2 separate regions of the Mus musculus genome follow, and region 2 is linked to region 1. A link is a contact called in public HiChIP or PLAC-seq data. All regions are on one chromosome and are shown on one strand. The core of a region is the stretch at or near the end of the contact, and the rest is flanking DNA. Distances in the headings are between cores, read along the strand shown. Region 1 overlaps Gm38791 (a long non-coding RNA gene). Region 2 has its middle 46 kb from the start of Trim24.

Evidence for each region. HiChIP or PLAC-seq counts read pairs in DNA pulled down with a chosen protein or histone mark.
Region 2: an H3K27ac HiChIP or PLAC-seq map of embryonic stem cells shows a contact between it and region 1, with 16 read pairs. The contact joins two enhancer-like sites. A contact is called at or near these places in 1 of 15 datasets of contacts at CTCF or cohesin (CD8 T cells), 4 of 484 Hi-C or Micro-C datasets (CD8 T cells, Th1 cells, regulatory T cells and 1 more) and 7 of 115 datasets of contacts at active chromatin or transcription factors (CD8 T cells, effector CD8 T cells, embryonic stem cells and 2 more).

The regions. Positions count from the first base shown.
Region 1 is chr6:37,726,653-37,732,531 of GRCm38.p6, forward strand. All of the region lies in intron 3 of Gm38791 (a long non-coding RNA gene), which reads left to right. Among named protein-coding and RNA genes, the nearest start is that of Gm38791, 15 kb to the left of the region's middle. Within about 2 kb of position 2,694, at least 31 of the 459 cell types and tissues checked have an H3K27ac peak or open chromatin away from gene starts, as enhancers often do. A contact at or near this core is called in embryonic stem cells and trophoblast stem cells, where this site is marked.
Region 2 is chr6:37,821,703-37,827,896 of GRCm38.p6, forward strand. No RefSeq gene overlaps it. Among named protein-coding and RNA genes, the nearest start is that of Trim24, 46 kb to the right of the region's middle. Within about 2 kb of position 4,264, at least 11 of the 459 cell types and tissues checked have an H3K27ac peak or open chromatin away from gene starts, as enhancers often do. A contact at or near this core is called in embryonic stem cells and trophoblast stem cells, where this site is marked.

The sequences.
Region 1 (5,879 bases), core at 1,444-3,943:
GTGTGCCACTGCACCTGGGTTGTCTTTCTTCTTTTGAGAACTGTTCAATTCATGAACCCATTTGCTAATTGAAGATGTCTGTTTTGTGCTTGATTTTCAGAGTTCTTTCTCTTTTTTTGGGGGGTGGGGGGTGGGGTTCAAGACAGGGTTTCTCTGTGTAGCCCTGGCTGTCCTGGAACTCACTTTGTAGACCAGGCTGGCCTCCAACTCAGAAATCCGCCTGCCTCTGCCTCCCAAGTGCTGGGACTAAAGGAGTGCGCCACCACGCCCTGCTCTTCACAGTTCTTTATATATCCTAGATCTGTTCTTTATATAGTCTATATATTATTTTTTTCTTTGAAGTACAGCTTGCAAAGATTTTCTCTCCTCTTCTTCTGTACAGGGTCTCTTCACTCTGTTAATGGTTTCCTGTGCTGTACAGTAGCTCTTTAATGTAATCCCACCACCAATTCTTTGGGGTTAGTTCATGTGCTACTAGAGTCCTTTTCAGAAAGTTCATACCTACAGTTGTGTCTTGAAGGTTTTCCCTTTAGTCTACCAGTTTCAATGTCTCAAATGTTTATTAAAATTTTTTATTCATTCTGAATTTATTTTTGTTCAAGGTAAGAGATATGGATCTACTTTCATTCTTTGGTGTGTGAATAGTGTTTTGTTGGTTTTTTTTGCTTTTGTTTTTAGTTTCTCAGCACCACTGTTGAAGGGACTTTTATTCCCCAATGTATGTTTTTAATACTGTTGTCAAAAATTGGCTATAGCTATATAGGCTATAGTTATATATTGCTATTTTAATTATTCTATACATTTGTTTTGTGCTATGAATGTCATATGAATATATCTTTGCTACACATACACACAAACCCTTTTTTCTAGTGGCAGAAATCAAATGAGGAGGCTTGTCCATGGTAGGCTAGTGCTCTTCTGCTGAGCTGTAGCCTCAGCCTCTCCTCACCAACCTGCTTCCTTGGTTTGCCTGGGTTTTCCTTTTGTTTGGTTTTATCTTGAGATAACTTTCACTCTTTAGCCCAGGCTGTACTTTAATTCATGGTGATCCTCCTGTCTCATCTTCCTAAGTGCTGGGATTACAAATATGTGTCCCACCTACCTCCCCAACTGTTTTGGATTGGTGGATTTTTGGGTTTCTTGAGACAGATTCTCGGACTTAGCATCCCAGGCTGGCCTGGGACCTGTAGATGCTCTCCCACTTGAGTTTAGTGCTCTGTTTACAAATGTGAGACCCAGCCCCACTCTCCCTGATGGCAGTACTCACAATGTTGATGCTGATGCTGAAACTCAGTCTGGGCTCACAGGAGGCCAGCAGCATAGAGACATCCAGGAGGCCAGCTGCAGAGGCATTTATTATTGTAATTATTATTATTAGTAGTAGTATTGTAATCATTATTATTCTCTCATTCAATGACCCCAACTGTAGTTTTCCCTCCTTCTACTCCTCCTGATCCCCGACCTCTTCTCTCTGACAGAGGCATCCTTTAAATACACTGTGGTTGTGGTAAATCCCAAGTGGTTTGTCTTGATGCTCCATTCTGAGAGGTGTCAAGGTGCAGTGGAATGAGCCCATGAGCAGGAACCATGAGAACTGAGTTCCAGAACCATGGAACTCATCACTCTCACGATGAGTGAAACACACCCTAGTCAGAAGGGAGTTACAACTCTGTTAAAGCTTGCTACTGTACACTTCTTTAGTAAACACACACTGAATTTCACTTACGATGCTCAAGTTCATTTAGCAAAGCTACCTGATGACAGAATCAGAGTAAAGGGGGAAAAGAAAAGAATTCTATGGAATGACCTGTCTTAGGGACTTTTTTAAAAATTATTCTGTTATTGAGATAAGGCTCCATGACCAAGGCAACTTAAAAGAAGAAAGAGTTTTCATGAGGCTTACAGTTTCAGAAGAGTTAGAATCCATAACCATCAAAGTAGAGAGCATGGTTGAGAGTAGGCAGGCTTGGCACTGGAGTGGAGCTGAGAGCTTATATCTTGAGGCACTATGGCAAAGCAGATCAAGAGACACTGAAAATAGTGTGAGCTTTGGAAACATTGTCACGGCCACTGACACACCTCCTCCAACAAGGCCACACCTCCTAATCCTTTCCAAACAGTTCCAGCTACTGGGCGTCTGCATTTAGTCTAGGCTCTGCCCCACAGTTACCTAGCATCAGTCAGGTGTGCCTGACTCACTATAAAAGAGGCTGCTTGCCCTATTCTCTCTTGTTTTCTTGCTTTGTCCTCTTGCTCCTTACTCTCTCTCTCTCTCTCTCTCCCCCTATTCCTCCCCCCCTCCCCCCTCTCTCCACATGCTCATGGCTAGCCTCTCTCTCTCTCTCTCTCTCTCTCTCTCTCTCTCTCTCTCTCTCTCTCTCTCTCTCTCCCTTTCTCTGTCTCTACTACCCCCTCTACTCACCTCCCCATATTCTAAATAAATTCTATTCTACACTATACCATTGTGCGGCTGATTCCCCAGGAGGAAGGAATGCTTCGGCATGGGCCCACAGAGGCACCCCCTTTCCCCCATACCACACTTGGCTTCCACTAAACATCCCTGTTTTCTCTTACCTTTTTATAAAACACAACACTGGGGACCAAGTATTTAAATTTAGGAGCCCATGAGGCCCATTCTCATTCAAACCACCACAGAACTTGTTCACTGTCTGAGTATGGGGACTAGGTAGTGACTGGGTAAGATCTCTAAGGAAACACTGCGGCCAAGGGTAATCTGTTGAGTGCTTCTATTTACTGAGTGCTCTACTAAAAGCACTTTGCATTTAAAATACTTCATTCAGCCTTCAAAATGCACAAGTGATAGACATTCTGTTGCTGATTACGCTGGGATTCATAGATTTTAAGTCATTTGCCTGCATACATGCTGCTAGTGAGCAGACAAGTGAGATTTGCCCTGCAACAACTTAGTCTTATCCACTAGGATGGCTTTGTTGGTCTTACTCTAAATAGATGAGTTAGAAGTCAAATTTTATAACTTACAGGGAACTTATTATTTGAGAGATAGAAGAACTATGAATGGTGCACATCTTTAATCCCAGCACCAAGGAGGCAGAGGCTGGCAGATTTCTGAGGGGGGCAGGTAAGAGTAGCAGGACTGGAGATATGGCTCAGCAGTTAAGAGCACAGTCTACTCTTCCAAAGGACCTGGGTTCAATTCCCAACACCCACATAGCAGCTCACAACTGTATATGACTCCAGTTCCTGGGTACCCAACACCCTTATGCAGACATACATATTCAGGCAAAACACCAATACACACAATTTTTTTTTTTTAATTAAAGTTAAAAAAAAAAAAAAAGACAAGCTGAGGGCTGGTGAGACGACGGCTCAGTCTTTACGGATGCTTGTAGGCAAGCCCAACAAGTTGACTTTTCTGGGATCCATATGATGGAAGGACAGAACAAACTTCTGCAAACTGTCCTCTGATCTCCACACGTGGCACACACATACATGCACACTCTTAACAAATCAAACAAGCAAATGTTTTTAAAGAAAATTTAAAGATAAGTAGAACCGGGCATGGTACCACATGCCCATAGTCTTAGTACTTAGGAGACCGAAGCAGAAGGGCTTTTGAGTTTAAAACCAATTGAGCTACATAGTGATATTTGATTCAAACAAATAAATACATGGCAAGGGCTGAGGATACAGCTGAACTGGTAGACTATCTGCTTAGCATGCAGATAGCCCTAGGTTCAAACCCAAGCACAGCATAGAACCAGGTGTGGTAGCACTTGTCTAAAGTCTTCATGTGCAGGATATGGAGGCTCAGGATCAAGCAGAGGAAGGTGGTGTGTGTGTGTGTGTGTGTGTGTGTGTGTGTGTGTGTGAGCGCGCGTGTGTGTGTGTGTGTGTGTGTGTGCATCAAGTTTCTAAGAAATCAGCTGGATCCTTACCTTACACAAGCCAGTTTCTTAAAGCTGGTGTACACTAATTGGAGATCCTGGCTGTGTCCCTCACCTACATGGTCCAGCAAATTCCCTTCCCCCTTCCCCTAGAAAGCCTACAAACAGAAAAGGCACCAAAAGCCCAGTCCTGCATTCCTGACATTCCTGACAACTGTCCCAACCTCATGAAGTCACCAGCCACCCAAGGCTCCCCAACACACACACACACACACACACACACACACACACACACACACACACACACACACACACATTCTGTGGCAAATGCATCCTTTTCTTTCACCTGCAGTCTATAAAAAACTTCCACGATATCGTCTGCCTGCGACTTTTTCCAGTATTTCCCCCTGAGACTGGTGAACTCACCCAAGAGCCCATTTCCCAAATAAACTTGCCTTTTCTACTTTTAATTAGGCTGAATTGGCTCCCCCCCTACCCCTCTATGGGGAAAGCCTGTCACACACCTTGAGAAAGCAAGCACAGGCCAAAGCAGACACATCCCTTTCACAGTTCTCCTGTGTTACAAAGGAAAGATTTTCCAAGTCTCAGAGTGGTACAATAACCTGTGGTGCAAAAACCTTCAGAGCATCTCACAGGGACGCAGTTTGTAAAGCCGCCTTAAATGGAGACATGTTAGCAGCCAATAAAGCCTACATATGGAGTCATGTCCCTGTTGGATTTATACTGCTGTCGTGGGGAAAACATGGTATTAAAGCAGGATATTTTGACCATATTGGTTTCCTCTGAAACGAGATATATTCTAGACTATGATGCTAGGAATAACAGTATTGTTGGTTTAATAGGCATGAGTTCTTGTAGTCCTTTGTAAGAAGCCAGCAAATGTCACTTTTTCCTTGGGTTCTGCAGACCTTTGTAATAAATTATTGAACCTATGAAAGGAGTTGTGTAAACAGCCTCAATTTACAACCAGCTGGTCTCTAGAAGCTCCGGGGTTTGGGCACTGGGGGGTGGGAGGCAGTCTTCTGAGACTGAACTTTTAGTTACCCATTGCCAGAGCACAGTGCAATTTTAGGGTACGCATCTCCCACCTAGAAAATTCAAGAGAGACCGGGCGTGGTGGTACACGCCTTTAATCCCAGCACTCGGGAGGTAGAGGCAGGCAGATTTCTGAGTTCGAGGCCAGCCTGGTCTACAAAGTGAGTTCCAGGACAGCCAGGGCTATAGAGAAACCCTGTCTCAAAAAATAAATAAATAAATAAATAAATAAATAAAATGCAAGAGATGGCTGCTGGTCCTGGGAAATATTCCATAGAAAGTGAGCCATGTTTTTTATATTTTATTAAATACATATTTAAATTTAGTCTTTGCCCAAACCTGGATGTTGTTGATTTGTTTCTTTCTTTCTTTCTTTTTTTCTTTTTCTTTCTTTCTTTCTTCTTTTTCTTTCTTTCTTTCTTTCTTTCTTTCTCCTTTCTTTCTTCTTTCTTTCTCTCTCTCTCTCTCTCTCTCTCTCTCTCTCTCTCTCTCTCTCTCTCTCTCTCTCTCTCTCCCTCCCTCCCTCCCTCCCTCCTTCTCCCTCTCTCTTTCTGTCTCTCTTTTTTTTTAGGGAAGGTTCTCATTTATCCCAGGCTGTCTTTGCACACTCACCTCCACACAACCATGTCCAAACACGGGCAAACGTGTATGCACAGATATGGACGTAACACACAGAGAGAGGGACTAATAATAATAAATAAATAGACAAACAAAATATATCAGATAGAAACAACTGAATATATCCAGAAGATGGGATATTCTACAAGGCATCAAATCTATACTGAAGAAAAAATTATAAGAAAGAAAAAAATGAAAGGCAGGTAAAGAGAACTGAAGGCCATACGGGCCACGAAAAGGTTTAAACAGCAAAGCACCAATGTAGAAATCCATAATGTGCTAAATATGGCTCACACAGGATATCCGGGAAGATGAGTCAGCCAGCAGCACATATCACCA
Region 2 (6,194 bases), core at 3,014-5,513, 97 kb after region 1:
AGAACAGTTAGCAAGAGTTAAGACTACGGAAGGAAAAAGAAAAAAAAAAAAAAAAAAAAAGGCGGGGTTAGTCCTCATAGGGGCTTTTCAGTAGGGGACTTTCCCAGCCACATCATTTTTGTTGTTGCTGGTTTGGTTTGGTAAGGTTTGGTTTTGGTTTTGACAGGGTTTCTCTGGTTGTTCTAGTGAACCCTGGGAACGAAAGTCTACAAAACCCAGCAGATCCCAGAAATTCCAGTACTTGAGGGAACTGGGATGTTAAGGATGGTTTGCTTCAGGGGTATCAGGCAGCATGCATTGACCCTCCCCCAACCCCTTTACCCCAGATAGGTGACCTCAAGTTGACAAAGCTGAACCTTCTTAGCAGATATTTGGTAGCTGTCTTAGTCAGAGTTTCTATTCTTGCACAAACATCATGACCAAGAAGCAAATTGGAGAGGAAAGGGTTTATTCAGCTTACACTTCCATACTGCTGTTCATCACCAAGGGAAGTCAGGACTAGAACTCAAGCAGGTCAGAAAGCAGGAGCTGATGCAGAGGCCATGAGGGGATGTTCTTTACTGGCTTGCTTCCCCTGGCTTGCTCAGCCTGCTCTCTTATAGAACCCAAGACTACCAGCCCAGAGATGGCACCACCCACAAGGGGCCTTTCCCCCTTGATCACTAATTAAGAAAATGCCTTACAGTTGGATCTCATGGAGGCATTTCCTCAACTGAAGATCCTTTCTCTGTGATAACTCCAGCTGTGTCAAGTTGACACAAAACTAGGCAGTACAGTAGTAGCCAAGTTGACTCAGCTCTTGTAGCAGGTCTTGTGTGGCGTCCTGGAATGTCTCCAAGTTGAGGGTCCAAAATACATACTGGAGCAGAGTTATTTGAGGGTGCGCCTGCTGGAACTCACCCAAGTCCTCATGCAGTACCTCCTCAGAGGTGGTAGGTGAGTTCTTGACTCCTTGAAGCAGACCTGTCCAAGACTCTTGAAGCCTCTCTCCAAGTCTTGTTAGAGGCAGAGGATGGCTTTTGGGTGCCAGAGGCAGGCCACAAAGTCACTCAGTGCCTGAAGCTTCCAAAGGATGTCAGGTGCAGCAGCTTGGTTAGGACCAAGCCCATTGGGTCCTCTGTGCCTGTTCAATTCTAGGAATTAAAGAAAAAGTTGAAGGAGAGGACAGGAAGCACAAACAGTACACACAGACAGACACAGAAGGACGTTCCCCAGAAAATAAAAACAACCAGAAGGCTATCTTAGTTTTCCCCCCTGCCCATGGGAGGCCCATAGACTCCACAGCCAGATCAGAATCCAGAAGAGAACTATCAAGTTCTCCAGCTTCTGGTAGTGGGTCGAAAGTGCCCTCCATTGTCACTGGCCGGTTGACAAAATATGAGTCCATTTTGTACCTTTAGGCTTCCAGAATAAACCCAAAACAGAAACACAGTTGGACAAGACAAAAGACAACTGGGCGTCTGGACTTACTGATTGGGTCAGGGGGTCTCCAGCGAATCCCAGGACAACCTCCCAGATGTAGGGGCCATGATTCGCTGAAGAATGATACCCTAGACTCAAGTAGTATGATTTAAAGCACATCAGGGGATTCTGGGGTAGGTGACCTCTAACTTACTCCATCTCTGGGGGCATTCCATTTCCGGGACATCGGGGCTGAAAACTGTTACTGTGGAGGTCTGGAAACTTACTGGTCCTTGTTTCAGACCAGGTGGCTAGGACATTCCATTATCAGGGTGTGGGGGCTGGAAACTGTTGCTGAGGAAGTCTGGTGTAGGTGGCCTTTATCTTACTCCATCTCTAGGCACTCCAGAACCATTACCAGGAAGTGAAGGCTGGAGCCTTCTAGAAGACAATGGTTCCTCTCCAAGTTGGTTCTTGTGTTCTTTGACATAATCACATTGTTAACTGTTTATATATTCTCTTCTTTTTAGACTTGCATACAAAGTGATAGATTTCATTGTGGCACTTTCACACATGTGTTATTACACGTTATTTTTATTTTTCACTACTGCCTACTCCCATTCACTTGCAACTCCAGCTGCCGGCCTGCTCACTTCTCTCTTTTTCCTTTCTTTTCGTTTTTTATGTATTTATATAGTCACATTCTATAGCCCAGACTGGCATTGAGTTCATACCAATCTGTCTACTTCAACCTCATGACTGTCAGGTCTACAGGCAGGAGTCACCATGCCCAAGCTTCGGTTAACTTTCTTCCCCAGTTAGTCCTAACTTCTGCTTTCTACACGTGTATAGTCTTATCCTATTAACCACCTCCCTTAAGGTCCCTTTCTACCCTCTCATGATTCCTTTTCAAGTTTCAGGATCAACCCATGCATACATAAATACACACATAAATCATTTTAAATCTAGCTTCTGCATATGAAAGACATTTTCCTGGGTCTGGCTTATTTCATGTAACACAATTTCTATTTACACGCATGTCCCTACAAATGCCCTGCCTTTATTCTTCTTTATGGCTGCAAAATATCCCACTGTATATATGTACTAGATTTTTCTTAGTCCATTCTTCTGTGGACTGACATCTAGGCTGGTTCCATTTGCTGCTTTTTATGAGTAGTGCAGCAATTAAGGCAGATAGGCACAATTCTCTGTGGTATCTTTACAACTTCTTTCAGGACACAAGAGTAGTGTAACTACAACTAACCAGGCCATAGGGTACATTTTTGTGGTTTGTTTGTCTGGTTGGTTGTTTTGTTATTTGCTTGTTTGTTTTTCAGTTCTTTGAGGAATCTCCACACCAATCTCCCCAGTAGTTGCACAAGTTTCGTTTGCACCAGAATTAAGGATTCCTCTCTTCTCATATCTTCATCCATTTGTTGTGTTTCTTTTCTTTCTTTCCTCCTCTTCTTTTCTCCCTCTTCCTACTCCTTCCTTTTTGGAGACAGGGTCTCAATTGGCCTGGAACTGACTGATGAACTCACATAGATCCTCCTCCCTCTGCCTTTTCTTCAATCATTCATTGGACTATTGGACATTTGTATGTGTCCTTTTGAGTACTGTCTATTCATCTCATTAGCTTGTTTATTGGTTAGATGACTTGGGGGATGAGGGTTGATGCTTAGTGTGTGTGTGTGTTTATGTATTTTAGATATAACTCTGGGGGGGGGGGGGTCTAGACAATGGTTGGCAATAATTATTTTCCCATCTGCTACATCCACTCTAGTAGTGACACACGTGACAGGCCCAAAAACCTGGATGTAGTCCTGAGGCAAAAAGTTCACAGAAACTTAGTCTCCTAGAACCATGGCATCCTGTATAACGAATGCTCCAATAATGTCCTTGCTTTAGTCGTTGAACGGATCTGCTTGCCCTCAGTATTGTTTTACTATAGGTGTCTCCAAGCAATGACTTGCCAAATACCTAAGCAAAATTGAACTTTGCTTCCTGGCCTTCACCAATGTCCGAAGTAATCCTTGAGCTGACCATGAGCTTTGAATTCAGTAAGAATGTTGCCTATTCGGTGACATTCAGAATTGCCTCTAGTATCGTAAGAGAGACAGTGAAAGAAATCAGGCATTACTATCTACTACATATAGTTAGAAATCTCAGGGCAAGCTTAGCAACATAAGTTTAGAATTCTTATTATAATTATGTATGGTAGACTACATTACTTATTAGTAGAAAGTCCCTTAGAATAATAGCTACCACTTAGAATAATAGCTGAGCTACTCCCATATGCAAGAATTTACAATGACCTAGGAAGAAGGAAGGTTGTGGTCTAAGAAGGAATTGGAGTAAATACTTAGAACTATAGATAGCTGAGTTACACCCACACACAGGAATTTGCAATGGCCTAGGGGGAAGGTAGACTATACAATAGACTAGAATTAGAACTAAGGCAAGGGCACGAAGCCCTTGCCCCTGGCTTCTAAGATTAAGCTGACCTTAGGTGGAACTGCTTTTGATCCCAGTTGTTAACACTGATTTTATCCCAGTTGGTTCCTGTTAGCTTTTAAGTACACATTCCTCTGTTTTGTTGTCAAAGTAATTTTGCATCAGATAACTTCAATGTACCTTGAATGGCCTTAATGTATCACTTAATTTCTTTTATATTATAAAAGACTGATGCTCACTTTGACAAAAATACATTCAGATACCACACTCCCTTTGGTCTGTATTTTTTTGTCATCCGTGCCAACTCCTTGCTGGTCTGTAACCACCGAACCCAAGTTTTGCCTGTGGATTGAGGACCCAAGTGAGGTCTGTGTGCAGCACCCATTCTGTAGGCAGTCTCTTCATTATGGTGATTGCTTCCTCTGTTATTCAGAAGGTTCTACTTGTCAATCTAGGACAGCGTCCAGTGCTGTTGGAGTCCTTTTCAGAAAGTTCTGCCTGTGTCTCGAGCGCTTTCCCTGAATCTGCCTTCAGCCGTTTCAGTTTCAGGTCAATGTTGGATCCACGATGAACTGATTTTTGTGCGGGATGAGAGATACAGGTCAAATTTCAATTTTCAGCATGTATGAATCCGGTTTTGCCAGGACTATCCATTCTCTTTCTTTAAAGAGGCTATCTTCTCCAACGTATTTTTTAAAACAGCTTTGTCAGAAATTAGGTTGCTATTAACAGTATGGTTTCATCTCTGGCTCCTCTATTCTATGTCACTAGTTTTTATGTCTGTTTTGTCCGTCTTTGTTACTGTGTCTGTATAATATAATTTGAGATCTGATATTGCTATGCCTGCCATTGTTCTTTATGCTAAGGATTGCTTTGTCTATAGGGCCTTTTGTGCTCTCAAATACATTTTACGATTTCTTTTTCTATTTCTGTGAAGAATATAATAGTTCCATTGAATAAATCCTCCTCTAGAATGCTGTTATCTCATTACGAGTCTCTACTGGTTATCTCAGATCCTTGCCTCCCATGCATTCTTATGTTTCATCTCTTAATCATTTTGCAAAGTTCTTGGATGTTGTGGGTCATCCTCATCCCAACAATCTTGTCATTAGGAACGAGGTCACCTTGCCTGCAGCCACATCATCACCAGCTTGTCATGCAACACATTACCGCTGTCGCCACAAATTGAGTACCCATTATAAAGGCCCCTGCCATAATGTCCCACCCTCTGTCTCTGTCTCTTTGTCTCTCTCCCTCCCTCACAACCCTTCTCTCACTCCTGCTCAAAGGTGGCCTTCCTCTACCCCCAACAAATCTCTCACATAATATCTGTAATATCTGTTCCATAATGTGACTCTGAGGCATTCCTTGGGTCCAACCTGCCAAGGTACTCTTCCACGGCAACACCCTAATGCTTGTAGATATCCCTAGTTTTTTCTTCTGCTTGGCGAGTCTGTTGGTGATGGTTCTGTTGTTTTTTGTATTTGATTTGTTGAGCTTTTTATTTCCAGAATTTCTACTTTACCCCCCAAAATCTTCATTTTCTCATTGTCTTTTTCTTTCCCACCACTGACATTTCCATTCGCATCTCTAATTTCCCTATTTATTTTGCCAGCAGCTTTTTCTTCTGTTGCTGATTCTTCTCTCTGGGTAGTGGATAAATTCCTCTGCTTGTTTCTATCTTTGTGCTCATTGATTTGGGTCAACTTGACACAAATCTAGACATATTTGGGAAAAGAGAATCTTAATTGAGAAAATGCCTCCATTGGCAAGTCTGTGAGGTAGTTTCTTGATTAATGATTAGTGGGGGGGGGGGGGGGGGCGCAGATTACTGTGGGTGATGCCATTGCAAGCAGGTGGTCCTGAGGTGTATGAGAAAGCAGACTGAGAAAGCAAGCCAGTAAGCAGCATCCCTCCATGGCTTGTGCTTTGGTTCCTGCCCTAAGTCCTTCTCTGAAGGCCAGTGATGTGGAACTAGAAGATGAAATAAAGTCTTTCCTTCCCAAGTTGTTTTAGGTCAAGGTGTTTATCACAGCAATGGAAACCCTGAAGAAAACAAAACAAAAAAAGCCTCTTTGGAGTTTTAGCGGAAAATTAGGAAATCTTCCCTTGGCCTTTCATCCCACTCAGTGTCTCTGACTGGTAATCGAGGAGTCCTGCTGCTTTGTGGCCCCCTCTCCCGGGTGTGTGTGTGTGTGTGTGTGTGTGTGTGTGTGTGTGTGTATGTGTGTTTCAATGTTCTACACTGTATATTTGTGGATAAAGCATAAAGCTTTGGCTCATCTTCTTGTTGTTGTTCTGTTTTGTTTGTTTTTTTGTTTTGCTCTGGTTTGGAGAAG